Linked DNA regions of Ovis aries: region 2 is linked to region 1. A link is a contact called in public Hi-C data. All regions are on one chromosome and are shown on one strand. Each heading gives the region's core, a stretch centred on a gene start, on an enhancer-like site or on the middle of the called end of the contact. The rest is flanking DNA. Distances are from core to core; before and after follow the strand shown.

The links. Hi-C and Micro-C count contacts between places; a contact is called where the count stands out from the background.
Region 2: a contact with region 1 is called in a Hi-C map of liver, with 5 times the contacts expected there. The contact joins two enhancer-like sites. A contact is called at or near these places in 2 of 16 Hi-C or Micro-C datasets (liver and mixed tissues).

Annotation. Positions count from the first base shown.
Region 1 is chr10:55,472,582-55,478,884 of ARS-UI_Ramb_v3.0, reverse strand. No RefSeq gene overlaps it. Among named protein-coding and RNA genes, the nearest start is that of NDFIP2, 280 kb to the right of the region's middle. Within about 2 kb of position 3,639, at least 2 of the 54 cell types and tissues checked have an H3K27ac peak or open chromatin away from gene starts, as enhancers often do. A contact at or near this core is called in liver, where this site is marked.
Region 2 is chr10:55,967,403-55,974,330 of ARS-UI_Ramb_v3.0, reverse strand. All of the region lies in intron 1 of LOC132657264 (a long non-coding RNA gene), which reads right to left. Among named protein-coding and RNA genes, the nearest start is that of SPRY2, 25 kb to the right of the region's middle. Within about 2 kb of position 1,795, at least 2 of the 54 cell types and tissues checked have an H3K27ac peak or open chromatin away from gene starts, as enhancers often do. A contact at or near this core is called in liver, where this site is marked.

The DNA of each region.
Region 1 (6,303 bases), core at 2,390-4,889:
GAACTTAAACCTTTTGCCGTGACTTTCAAAGCCTTGCCTAGTATGCCTTCAAATCAACTTGTTGATCTTTTTCAGCTCTAACATACCAGAACTTTATGATTCTGAATATCCTCCCATATTTCTCAGTAGTAATCAATATATTTTAGAACTCAGGTGACTCTACCTACAAATAGGTTGTATTCATTTCTGAGAATAATCTGTCATTCCTTGCCTTTACAGTTTCATCTCTGTAGTTTAGAAAAACTTTTTTAACAAATTTTATTTTTAAGAATAATTTCAGAGATTATACAGAAAATTTCAATGTACTATGCCATTTCAGCCTGGAATGTTCTTACCTTTGTTTGTATTACTGAAGTCTATCCATTCCTCAAAGACCTATTCAAATACCATTGTTTCAGGAAACCTTTCTCCCTCCACTCTCTCCCAAATAAGTAATGTGGTTCTCTTGCCTTCTTCTTCACCACAATTACTATCATTCTGTATTTTCAAAACTACACATTATAGTGGCCTCTGAAGGTTCTACTTTCTTCCAGTCATAGAAATCTCTGAATACTTTTCCACATTGCTGCCAGGTTGATCTTTCTAAACATGAACTTCATCATAGTATTTCCTAGCTTAGAGGCTTTTAATGATTCTCTTTCCCATAGGACAAAACTCAGACTCATTATAACATGCAGCAATCTGAACACTATTTACTTCTCCAGACTTAAATCTCCTGTTTCTCAATTTTCACTCTTTATGCTATAGCAAGGCCTACCCAGGTAGTTCAGGGGTAAAGAATTTGCCTGCCAATGCAGGAGACTCAGACCTGGATTGGATCCCTGGATCAGGAGGATCCCCTGTAGGAGGGCATGGCAACCCACTCCAGTTTTCTTGCCTGGAAAATCCCATGGATAGAAGAGTCTGGTGGGCTACGGTCCATGGGGTCACAAAGAGTTGGACATAACTGAGTATGCCTTAACAGAGCCTCATAATTTTTTCCACACAGACTACTGGGTATTTTGTTATTGTCTTTTCCCACAAATTCTTTTTCCTCCTTGTCTATCTGGAGAGCTTCCCTACACTCAACCCTGATGATAATTACCCTGTGACCCTGTGTTTGATCATCTACCTTTTTTGGCCTGCTCCACTCCAGACAAAAGTAATTACTTTCTTCTCCTGCTACTACAAAATTGTGCTTATATTATTTGTTATCACAATATATTTCATTAATTAGATTTTTCTACTAGATTGTGAATGCTCTAAAGACAGGACTTATGTCATGGTTAAGAGTATGGACTCTGGAGAGAAGATATGGATTCAAATCTTATCTCTCCTACTCACTAGCTGAGTGATCTTGTATATCAATTAGCTGTTACTACAAGAATGCAGCAACAACAAATTCTCAGTGGTATGTAACAATTCTTTTTTGCTCAGTTTATGGGTTGACTGGCAGTTTGGCTAATTTAAGTCAGTCTTGGCTGATCTTGGTTGGGTTTGTTTATGCATTAGTGGTCAGGTGCATCAGCTGGGACTGAATTGTCTGGGATGGCCTCAGCTAGGATAACTCATTTCTACCCTTCTCTCATCCTCTAGCAGATTTTCCTAGATTGTCCTCATGGTGGGAGCAGAGTTTCAAGAGACCTGCAGGGATATACATGGCCTCATGAGGCCTAGACTGAGAACTAGCTCCATGCTATATTTATTCCAATCAATTGGCCAAACCGAAAGGGCTTCCCTGATGACTCAGGGGGTAAGGAATTCACCTGCAATGCAGGAGACATGGAAGATGTAGGTTCAATCCCTGGGTCAGGAAGATCCCCTGGAGAAGGAAATGGCAACCCACTCCAGTTTTCTTGCCAGAAAAATCCCATGGACAGAGGAGCCTGGAGGGTTACAGTCCATGGGGCCGCAAAAGTTGGACATGACTGAGCTACTAAGTACACACAGCATATCAGCCAAACCAAATACAGTCCAAATTCAAAACATTGGGAAATAGACTCCAAACACCCTAGAAAAGATGCAGAGACACATTGTAAACAGCATAGATATAGGGAGGTCATTAACTGGAGCCACTTTTGCAAGGAATTATCTCATTTTAGGCAACTACCACTTTAATAATCAACAAACTTTTGAAAAGCATTTATTACCATGTCCTGTTTCAGATGCCACAGTAAACAATACTACCAAAAATCCAATCCTCAAAAAGCTTGAGTTCTTGAGGGGTAGAGAGGGAATAAATTTAAAAAGAAAATAAAGCATATCATTTGTTGGTAGTAAGAAGGGTTGAGAAGTCAGTGAAATATGTACATACTGCTACATTGAAAATGGATAACCAACAAGGACGTACTGTATAGCAGAGGAAATTCTGCTCCATGTTATGCTAAGTGCTAGTGCTAAGTCACTTCAGTCATGTCTGACTCTTTTGTGACCCCATGGACTGTAGCTCACCAGACTTCTCTATCCATGGGATTTTCTAGGCAAGAATACTGGAGTGGGTTGCCTGTCCTCCTCCAGGGGATCTTCCCAACCCAGGAATTGAACCTGTGTCTCTCATGTTGCCTGAAATGGCAGGCAGGTTCTTTACCACTAGGAAGCCCCTGCTCCATATTATGTAACGTCCTAAATGGGGAAATAATTTGAAAAAGAACAGACACCTGTATAACTGAATCACTTCACTGTACACTCAAAACTATCACAACATTGTAAATCAACTATACTCTAATATAAAAAATATGAAAGTTTTAAAATTTTTATCTTAAAAAAAAGAAGTGAGTTTAAAAAAGGGAAAGTGGAAATGAAAGGTTGAATGTAGGGGACTTTTTAGATTGAGTGGCCAAAGAAAGGGATGGGAAGGGGTAAGAGCACGAACCATGAGGATGGGGGGTCCCTGCGAGGTGAGTTTCCCAGGCAGGGAGGCGGGAGTGTGCTTGGCGCTTCCCACACATAGTGAGGCCAGTGTGGCTGGAGGATGCAGAGCATCGGGGTGAAAGCGGGGAGAAGATATGCGGTGAGAGGGGATGGTGTGGCCAGGAGGAGTCTGTCTTTTACGCTAAGTTAGATGGGAAAGCCATTGCAGAGTCTGCATGAGAAATGACATAATTGACTTAACAGAACAAGGAAGGCCGCTGCCAAAAATAGACTGCAGGGAGCACTGGGCAGAAGAAGGAAGAGCAATTAGGAGCCTATTACCACAATGCTTTGCTATCCCACGCAGACCTCACATTCTCCAGAGCCAAATCTGCCTGCATACCCAGAGCCACCCAGTCTTTTTTGGTTTCTCTCACTGCCCACTCTTTCCTCCTCTCCTTCCTGTGCTTTTTATAGAAGTGACATAACCCAGCTTTGGGTCCTATTTCTAATACATGCTCTCAGCTGCCACCCCAGGGCGAAGGTCTTCATCGGCACGTGGTTTCTCAGGAAAATGCTTGGAACGTTTTGCAAACGCACCTCTGAAATATGAAATAACAGAATAAAGTCAACTTCTTTGTATTGTTTAAGGCAATTTGAGACATTCTACAGACAAGGGGATGTAAAAGAAAGAAAATTTGTAATAGAAAGTTCAACATGTCCTGCTATGTTTAAAGTGGATAGCCAACAAGAGCCTGCAGTATAGTACATAGAACTCTGCTCAGTGATGTGTGGTAGCCTGGATGGGAGGTGGGTTTGGGGGAGAATGGACACATGTGTATGTACGGTTGGGTCCCTTTGCTGTTCACCTGAGACTGTCACAACATTGTTTGTTAATTAGCTATATCCCAATACAAAATGAAAAGCTTAAAAAAAATTAAAGTTCAACATTCCGTTTGAGTCCAAAGGGCATGCCTACTAATTGTGTCACCTTAGGGAAACAGTAAAACTGGACTCTGCCTCCCATACCATCCCAAAAATGGGGGTAAAAATACTGATTATGATGGATGAGGGCAAAGATTAAATGAAAGAGTGTGTGCAGTCCCAGAGTAGCGTCTAACATCTATGCTAATTTCCTCCTTTTCAAAATGGGCAGTGTGGGGATGGGAGAGATTTTATGTGTGAGTTAAGTTACAAAAAGATAGAATTTAAACTCAGTGAATGCTAGGGTGGGGAGAATTCTTTCCCTATCACTGAATCTGAGTAAAGATGGACTGAGAGTAGGTGTCAGATTGTAGCTCACTGGAGTACTTTTGGGTGGTTTGGAAATTTTTCAACTCTGAAAAAATTGATTGCCCCCAAATAACCCACCATTTGCCTCGGCCCTGGGCTGACTGCAGCCCAGCGTTTGCCACAGCTGAAGCACTGTTTTAGACCTCAATGTGTTAAGGCCTTTGAGATTAGCCTCCACTTTGCCCTTGGAGCCCCTGCTTTATTGCTAGGGTCCTTAACGTGTCAGGCACTTTTCCTCCCTTTCTCGCAGATATTTCCACTGACCTTACCTGAGCCTATCAGTCTGCAAGGTAAACTCTGAGGTAGAACACAGTATCACAAGCTCCCACTGCCTCCAGTATAAACGTATAAACAACAAAGAATAGGCAAGACTAACAAAACAATGAATACAAATTACTACAATTATAGAAATCACACAATGTGCAGCTCAAAAAAAAAAACACTTATAAAAGCTCTTGGCTGCTTTTAGAAATTGTATTAGTATCTAGTCCACCCAAACCACTTGATTGGACTGTGCATGTATGTGCCTGTATGTGCACACACACACCCATGTTCTCAGTTGTGTCCAGCTCTTTGCGACTCCATAGACTGTACCTTGCCAGGCTCCTCTGCCCATGGAATTGTTCAAGCAAGAATACTGGAGTAGGTTGCCATTTCCTCCTCCAGGGGATCTTCCTGACCCAGGGATTGAACTTGCACCTCCTGCATTAGCAGGCATTTCTTTACCACTGGTGCCACCTGGGAAGCCCTACATGGTCTTATAAAAATTTTGGTGCCATGATTTCCTCTAACCCCTAGTCCCTCAATTAACTGTTAGGGAAACAGTTGATGTTAATAATATCAGTAATAGTTCATATGTTTTGAGTCCTTAGTATTGCTGAAGTGTACATGCGTATACATACCCATTTAATCGTTACAATACACTATGAATTAAGTACCATTAACTTTACCCCTTCCCTGGTGGCTCAGACAGTAAAGCATCTGCCTAAAATGCAGGAAACCCAGGTTTGATCCCTGGGTTGGGAAGATCTCCTGGGAGAAGGAAATGGCAACCCACTCCAGTACTCTTGCCTGGAAAATCCCATGGACAGAGGAGCCTGGTAGGCTACAGTCCATGGGGTCGCAAAGAGTTGGACATGACTGAGCGACTTCATATTCACTCACTAACTTTACCCCTATTTAGTAGACTAGGAGTCTTAGTGAGGCATAGAAAATTTAAGTTACTTAACTAAGGTCTGCTTCGCAGGTAGGTGGCATGATGGAGGGTTGTTTCCAAGACGTCTGTTTCCAGATTCTGGGCACCTCCCTGCCTATCAGACATGAATGTGACCCAATATCATTGTGATGGAAAAAAACAAAGTCAAATGGTAATATCTGAATGGCACTCAGGAAGATGTTTCTCTCTCTACCACATTGTCGAGAATGTAAATTTCTAGTGGCAATTGGTGCATTCTCTTCCTCTGGAGTATAAAAGGTGGAAAAAAAACACAAACAGGTTGGTGAAGGCAAAATTGGAGAATTCACTGCATTCAAGAAACATTTTCTGATTTTTTTAAAAAAAGAGCTAACTGGAAATCATTTAAAAATAAATTTACATGCTTTTTTATCTAATTAACCATTTAAGAGTAAAAATATAAAAAAATTAGGGTAGTTTTGTGATGAGTGATAGAAATGTAAATAAATCTTAATTACTGAAAAGAATAAAATTATGTTTAGTAATGTAACGTAATCATGATTAGTCTCTTGTACTTCTGATGACAGGAAAATAACTCAGTACTCTTTGAGGGGCAGTCAACTAACTTCACTTACAACACTTTGCATTAGTGTTTTTCTTCACTTTCTTTCTTTCTTCCCCTAAATGGAATGATTTCTTTTTTCAGTTATGAAAAGGATCATTTTCCTTATGAGTGAAAAATTTTGATTTTGAATTGTTACTTACCTATCTTCTAAAAATGTTCTTATAATCTTGAATGCAGAAGACACTCAACATTTAGAGAAATATTTGCCCCAAACATTGCATAAGGCAGTCTAATTAGTATCTGTAGTTTGAGCTCCTCTGATGAGTATAAAAACAAAAACAGTTAGAAGCAGATTCAGGGGTAAGCTAGTGGAGGTGATGGAATTCAGTTGAGCTTTTAAAATCCTAAAAGACAATGCTGTTAAAGTGCTGCACTCAATATG
Region 2 (6,928 bases), core at 546-3,045, 500 kb before region 1:
CATGGAAGGAAAAACCCCTGCACATGTGTATCAAGTAACATTTTCAAGTCATGCTACGCAAATATATGTATTATAGTATGTTGGATGTGAATTTTAAACTTGATTTCAGTTTTTTTAATTGTTTTTATTTATTTTTTCTATGCTTCCTTTTTTAAACCTGTATATGTATATTTTCCTTCCATTTTAAAAATAACCTAAGTAATAGCATTTCATTACACAAATTTAAACAATACCAGAGTCCCTCAGACAGTAAGGAGAGCAAACCAGACAATCCTAAAGGAAATCAACCCCAAACATCGTTGGAAGAATTGATGCTGAAGTTGAGCTCCCACACTTTGACCACCTGATGCAAAGAGCTGACTCTGGAAAAGACCCTGACGCTGGGAAAGATTGAGGGCAAGAGGAGAAGGGGGCAACAAAGAATGAACAGGTTGGATGGCATCATTGACTGAATGAACACGAGTTTGAGCAAACTCTGGAGATAGTGAAGGACGAGGAGACCTGGTATACCGCAGTTCATGGGGTCGCAGAGTCAGACACGACTTTGCAACTGAACAACAAGAATATACAACAGTAGAAAAGGAAAGTCCCCAGCAAGATCACTAATAAGACCAGAGTCTTTCATGCAAACACGGTTTAGGCTGCCTGCCTTCAAGCTCCTCCAACTCAGCTACTTGCTACCAGTGTGATGTTGGCATAGTCACTTCTATCTGTAAAAAGAAATAGATAAGAAAGGTAAAAATCCTTTCTCAAAATGTTATGAGCAATTCATGTTGATATTTGGCAGAAACAAATAAAATTCTGTAAAGCAATTATCCTTCAATTAAAAACTAAATTAAAAAAAATTTTTTTAATATGAGCAGTAAGTAAAATCATCCACATGAAACATATAGTAGGTTCCCAGCTACACTTAAAGCCCAATGAATACTAGCTTATTATCATCATCATCACCATCATTAGTATTAACATGTTTAATGGGCAACTACTTCAATGGTTTGATTTAATTTTCAAAGTTACTTCACTACTCCTAGTGACTTGAAGATCTCAGTTCACTTTCCCTTGACAGATTCTTAGACCTATTTCTGTAAAGTCACAGGAACCAAGTTCTGTGGATTATAACTAAAGCCCAAGATAAATAGAAGCAGACTATTAAGTCAATATCTGCTCTCTTTTCCTACTAACTCTTGGAATTTTCCTCTCACCAAGCATTCATTTCCTGCCCCTGAGAGTTCTATTCGCAAATAGATTTTCCTGGACAATTCTATCATAGATTAGAAAGGCTGTGTAAATACAGCATTCTCAGTTGGTATGCAATGGGAATCTACCTTCTCTGCTCCTCAAGTTCAACATCTTCTACCCTCAAGAATCCAACCCCATAAATGCATTCACTCTCTACATTCCACTGGGGTCTCCACAAACTGCTCAATACTCCCTTCTTATAATCCCTTATAACTATGTAAGGTACTATAACATCTTGAAAGAACCTATTGCTGACATTTCACCTTTGCTTCCTCATGCCTGACATGCCCTGACACTCCTCCAGTCTGCAGGTTGCAAACATGAGCTGTGTGTCACAATCTATCCTGGTGTATGTTTCTACAATCAGTTCTGCTAGAACGCTTATTTTGAAAACGTGAATTTGTTCCAACGTGACTGACAAATTAGAGAAGTCTGTAGCACAGCGCTAATTTTGTATTTGTGCCAATTTCATCTCTAGGCCAACACAGAAAACTGCACCTAGCTGAACTGAGCTTTGTGCAAGTCAACAAAAGGCACGCATGCGCACATTTCTTCCGAACAATGAACTCTACCTTTGCTGTTGACTTTACTGTTCCAACTCTCTCCTGGCTTCCCTGATATCTCAGCTGGTAAAGAATTCACCTGCAATGCGGGAGACCTGGGTTCCACCCCTGGGTTGAGAAGATCCCCTGGAGAAGGGAATGGCTACCCACTCCAATATTCTGGCCTGGAGAATTCCATGGACTGTATGGGGTCGTAAAGAGCCCAACAGGACTGAGCGACTTTCACTTTCACTTCCCAACTTTCTCCTTGTGCTCTTCCAACATTCCATCTGAGTTCAGGTAACCTCCCAATCACACGCCACAACCCCGCTGACTGGCAATCAGCCTCATGCCCTCCCTTCTCTTTCATTTTTCCCCTTCTTTCCTCTCAGCCTCTTTTGTGTTTTTCCTGTCTGTTCTCTGTTATTTTTCTCCTTCTCTTTCTCTCAGTCTTTTTCTGCTTTCCTAACAAGTTCTCATCCTCTGACACAGACAGTGGAGGCCAGAGGAACAAGGCAGGCATTGGAGGTGGGCAGTTGTAGAGCTCCACCCCTACAGACAAATGAGACATTTTCAGGGTCAAGCACCGTATTTATTGTAATACTGGCATATTTCTTAACCACTCGCCATGGACAGAACCATGCTACCATGTTTACTATGTTTCTTCACAGGTCACTGATGAAACTGTTGAAAGTCTACTCCAGTGCCAGCCCTGTGGCTTCTATGACATGATTTTGCACAGTAAGGCAAGTCTTAGGGACACATCTGTTGGCTGTAACAGAATTGACAGTATCTATCTCTCTCCGATCTATTGAGCTTTTATCAGAGTATCAAAGAAATGCATCATTATTCAAAAAAGGTTACGAACTATTGGTCTACAGGAGTTTCCATCAACAGAAATGGGAGCCATATATGTAAATTAATATTTTTCAGTGGTAAAAAGTAAAAGGAAACAGAAATTAATGAAAAGAAATTAATTTCAATAATGTTTATTTAACCACTGTTGTCATTTTAATGTATAATACAAAAATATGCAAATGAGCTAGTTCACCATCAATTTTTTTTTCCTCCATACTAAGTCACTGAAATCTAGCTTGTATTCAGGACATTTCAGCCACATGTGACTAATGGCTACTGTTAACAGAGAAGGTAGGTCTAAAGAAGTCTACCTCTCTGATCAGAAGAGAATGAAAAGCAAAGAAGATTCTGATAATATAAATAAAGCAAAAAAGTAGCTTTGGCTAAAAAGGACCTAAAATAAATCTACCAGCTCTTGTATGCATCCTAGCTTCGTTTAGATCAATGCCTTGGCTGTGTCAAATTTTATGTGGTCAGTCCAAGGGTGGAAAAAATGCACTTCCATTTAAGTACATATCTATTTGCTGGGGAACTCCTGGGGTATAAAAAGAGTTTTCTCTTTCCAGATTGCTTCTCCTAGACTATAAGGTTTATGAACACATGAGTACTCTTAGACTAAAAGTTCTTCCAACAGTAAAAACCATGGCTTTTAAAACCACCATGGTGGGATGATTTGGGAGAATGGCATTGAAACATGTATACTATCATGTAAGAAACGAATTGCCAGTCTATGTCTGATGCAGGATACAGGATGCTTGGGGCTGATGCACAGGGATGACCTAGAGAGATGTTATGGGGAGGGAGGTGGGAGGGGGGTTCATGTTTGGGAACGCATGTACACCCGTGGTGGATTCATATCAATGTATGGCAAAACCAATACAGTATTGCAAAGTAAAATAAAGTAAAAATAAAAATTAAATAAATAAATAAATAAATAAAACCACTATCATGAACAAAACAAGAAAAAGAAACACATATAATTTTAAGTTGATTCATTCAGGACTAGTAATACATAAAGTATATATCAATAAAGAAGTCCATTCATAAATAATCTAATTTAGACTTTCAATGTGGAGAAGGAAATGGCAACCCACTCCAGTGTTCTTGCCTGGAGAATCCCATGGACGGAGGAGCCTGGCAGGCTGCCGTCTACAGGGTCACACAGAGTCAGACACGACTGAAGTGACTTAGCAGCAGCAGCAGCAGACTTTCAATGAAAAGTTTTATACATTCAGTTGTTTCTAAATATTGGGTCGATTATCATCAGCAAAACATACTCATAGTATTTGAAGTTTTTCAGGGCAATTCATTCTTCAAGGGAAATACCATACAAAACCCAAATATGTAAAATCAAAGCTCCTTTCCCTCCCATACTCTCATGTAGAAACTCAGGGGATTTGCTCTATAGAGCATATTGGAAAAAACAAACTAAGTCCTAACATCTCTGTCATTTAGAAGAATCTGGGTAAAATCAAGTTAAAGTTCTTAGGGTAATGCAAAAGATCTGAAAAAACAGTCCTGCATATAAGAAATTTAAAATATATCACCTGAAGACACAGAACTAAAAATAAATACATAAAAAATTAGAGAACAATTATGTGGGACTAATGGTAAATATAAATGTTCATTCAAATTTGATGGAGAAATCAAAAGCTTCTCAGACAAGCAAAAGTAAAAAGAATTCAAAATCACCAAAACAGCTTTACAACAAATGCTAAAGGAACTTCTTTAGGCAGGAAACACAAGAGAAGGAAAAGACCTACACAAAATAAAGCCAAAATAATTAGAAACTGGCAATAGGATCATGCGTGCATACATGTTAAGTTGCTTCAGTCATGTCCAACCCTGTGTGACCTTGTAGACTGTAGTCCACCAGCCTCCTCTGTCCATGGGATTCTCCTGGCAAGAATACTGGAATGGGTTGCCATGCCCTCCTCCAGGGGAACGGCCCCACCCAGGGATCGAACCTGCATCTCTTAAGTCTCCTGCATCGGCAGCCAGGGTCTTTACCACTAGTGCCTCCTAGGAAGTCCCAGTTGGGGCGGCAGGGGGAGAGAGAGAGCGTGTGTTAGTCATTCAGTGGTGTCTGACTCTTTGTGACCCCATGCACACTGTAGCCAGCCAGGATCCTCTGTCCATGGAATTCTCTAGGCAGGAATGCTGGAATGTGTTGACATTCCCTTCTCCACAGCAGGATCATACATATGGATAATTATCTTAAATGTAAATAGATTAAATGCATCAACCATAAGACATAGACTGGCTATGTAGATGAGAGCATATGCATGTATGCACTTCCATTTACCACATCACTCTGCTTAATCCCCCAAATTGTGTGTAATTATTTTATATTGTTAGGTTAATCATGTTTTCATTATAGTCTGCAACTGAAATTATCTTTTATTTTTTGTCTGGCTATTTATTGTGAAAACTGATAAACATCTTTTACTATTGTGATAAAAAAGAAATGGTGAAAATTGCAAATTTTATATTGTATGTATTATTCCACAATTCGAAGAAGTTATGTAATATACTCAAACTCATTAACTGTACACTTTAAAAGGGTGGATTGTATAGTATCTGAATTTATACCTCAATACATAAATGCATGTTAAGTCACTTCAGTTGTGTCCGACTCTTTGTGACCCCATGAAGTATAGCCTGCCAAGCTCCTCTATAGGCTAGAACACTGCGGTGGATTGCCATGCTGTCTTCCAGGGGATCTTCCCTACCCAGGGATCAAACCCAGGTCTGGATCAAACCCAAGTCTCCCATGTTTCCTGCATTGCAGGTGGATTCTTTCCCACTGAGCCACCAGGAAAGCCCTTATACCTCAATAAAGCTGTTTAAAAAATTCGAAGCAAGGGTGTTCTTTCTTTAATCTCTAACCTCTAATGCACAGTGACTTTTTAAGTAGGCTAAGTGCATTAGCCCATATATCATGGTTTGAGATGCAAGGGACATAACCTCCCTTCCAATAACATCTCCTAAAATTCCAGATTTGGGCCATCATCTGTGTGGCTTGTAGGTCTTAACTGAACATGCACTCATATACAAACCCTCTCCAGACTCAGGATGAAGGAATTTGCTAGTACACTGGGATCAGTATCAAATCAGCCTTGACCCTAACTGCTCATAGCCCATGATCCAGAACAGGGATCCTGCCAAGAATCCTCCTGAACTCAGAGTCCAGCAGCAGGAACTGAGTCTTGTCTTTGCTATAATGCACTGCCTGGTACTCCAGGTTCTCCAGCGCTGGGGTCCTACAGGATGTATGCGGATGCCCTCAGTATGACCAGAACCCCAACACTCATCACCCTCCGTACTCTTTCCAGAGCCCAGAATTCCCAGGCCTAAACTCCAGTAGCTCTGGCTGATCTCAGCTACATGAAACTTCCTGTCGCCAACATTGTCACTTGCCTAAATCTCTGCCTTGTGTTCTCCATGCTGTTGGAATGATCTGACTATGGTATATGGCTCATTCAGTGACGGGTAAAGTTGATTTATGAGACCTGGTTTTCTGCCCTATTATTTCCTTTCTCCTTCACCATTCCCTGAGCACCCTTCACAAAGGGAATGACTTTTTAAAAAGGAGAGCAATACACACTGCTATATTTAAAATGGATATCCAATGATATATTTAAAATGGAAGTCCTACTGTATAGCACAGGAAACTCTTTGCAAAGCTATGTGGCAGCACGGATGGGAGGGGAGTTTGGGGGAGAATGGATACAAAATATGTATGGCTGGGTCCCTTTGCTGTCCACCTGAAACTCTCACAGCATTGTTAAATGGCTACACTCCAACATAATGTAAAAAGTTTTTTTTTAAAAAAAGGAAAGCAGTTCTGTTATAAGGAAATGCAACGCCTGTTCTTCCCCACTAAATAGCACCTCCCACATTCTTTATTGCCTATTGCTTGAAAAGTGAAAGTCGCTCAGTAGTGTCCGAATCCTTAGGACCCCATGAACTACAGACTGCCAGGCTCTTCTGTCTATTGCTTGGAGTTCTCTAAATTCTCCATTTCTTTCCCACGGGCCTGTCCAGAGGCGACGCTTCTCCAATCTACTTTATCCTCCTACAAAAGCCCTCTCCATGAAACCTTCCATTTAAAATGCTTCCTTTGAAAGTTCATAGATTCACCAGAACTCCCTATTAAATGCCTATATCCCTAAGGGAAACAGTTTCATATATTCTATCAGTTAATACTATAGCCGACATCTACCTAAAGGCAAAAGCTAGTAAAAAAGAGTTGAATATGTACAGACAGAATCTTCACATTAAACCCC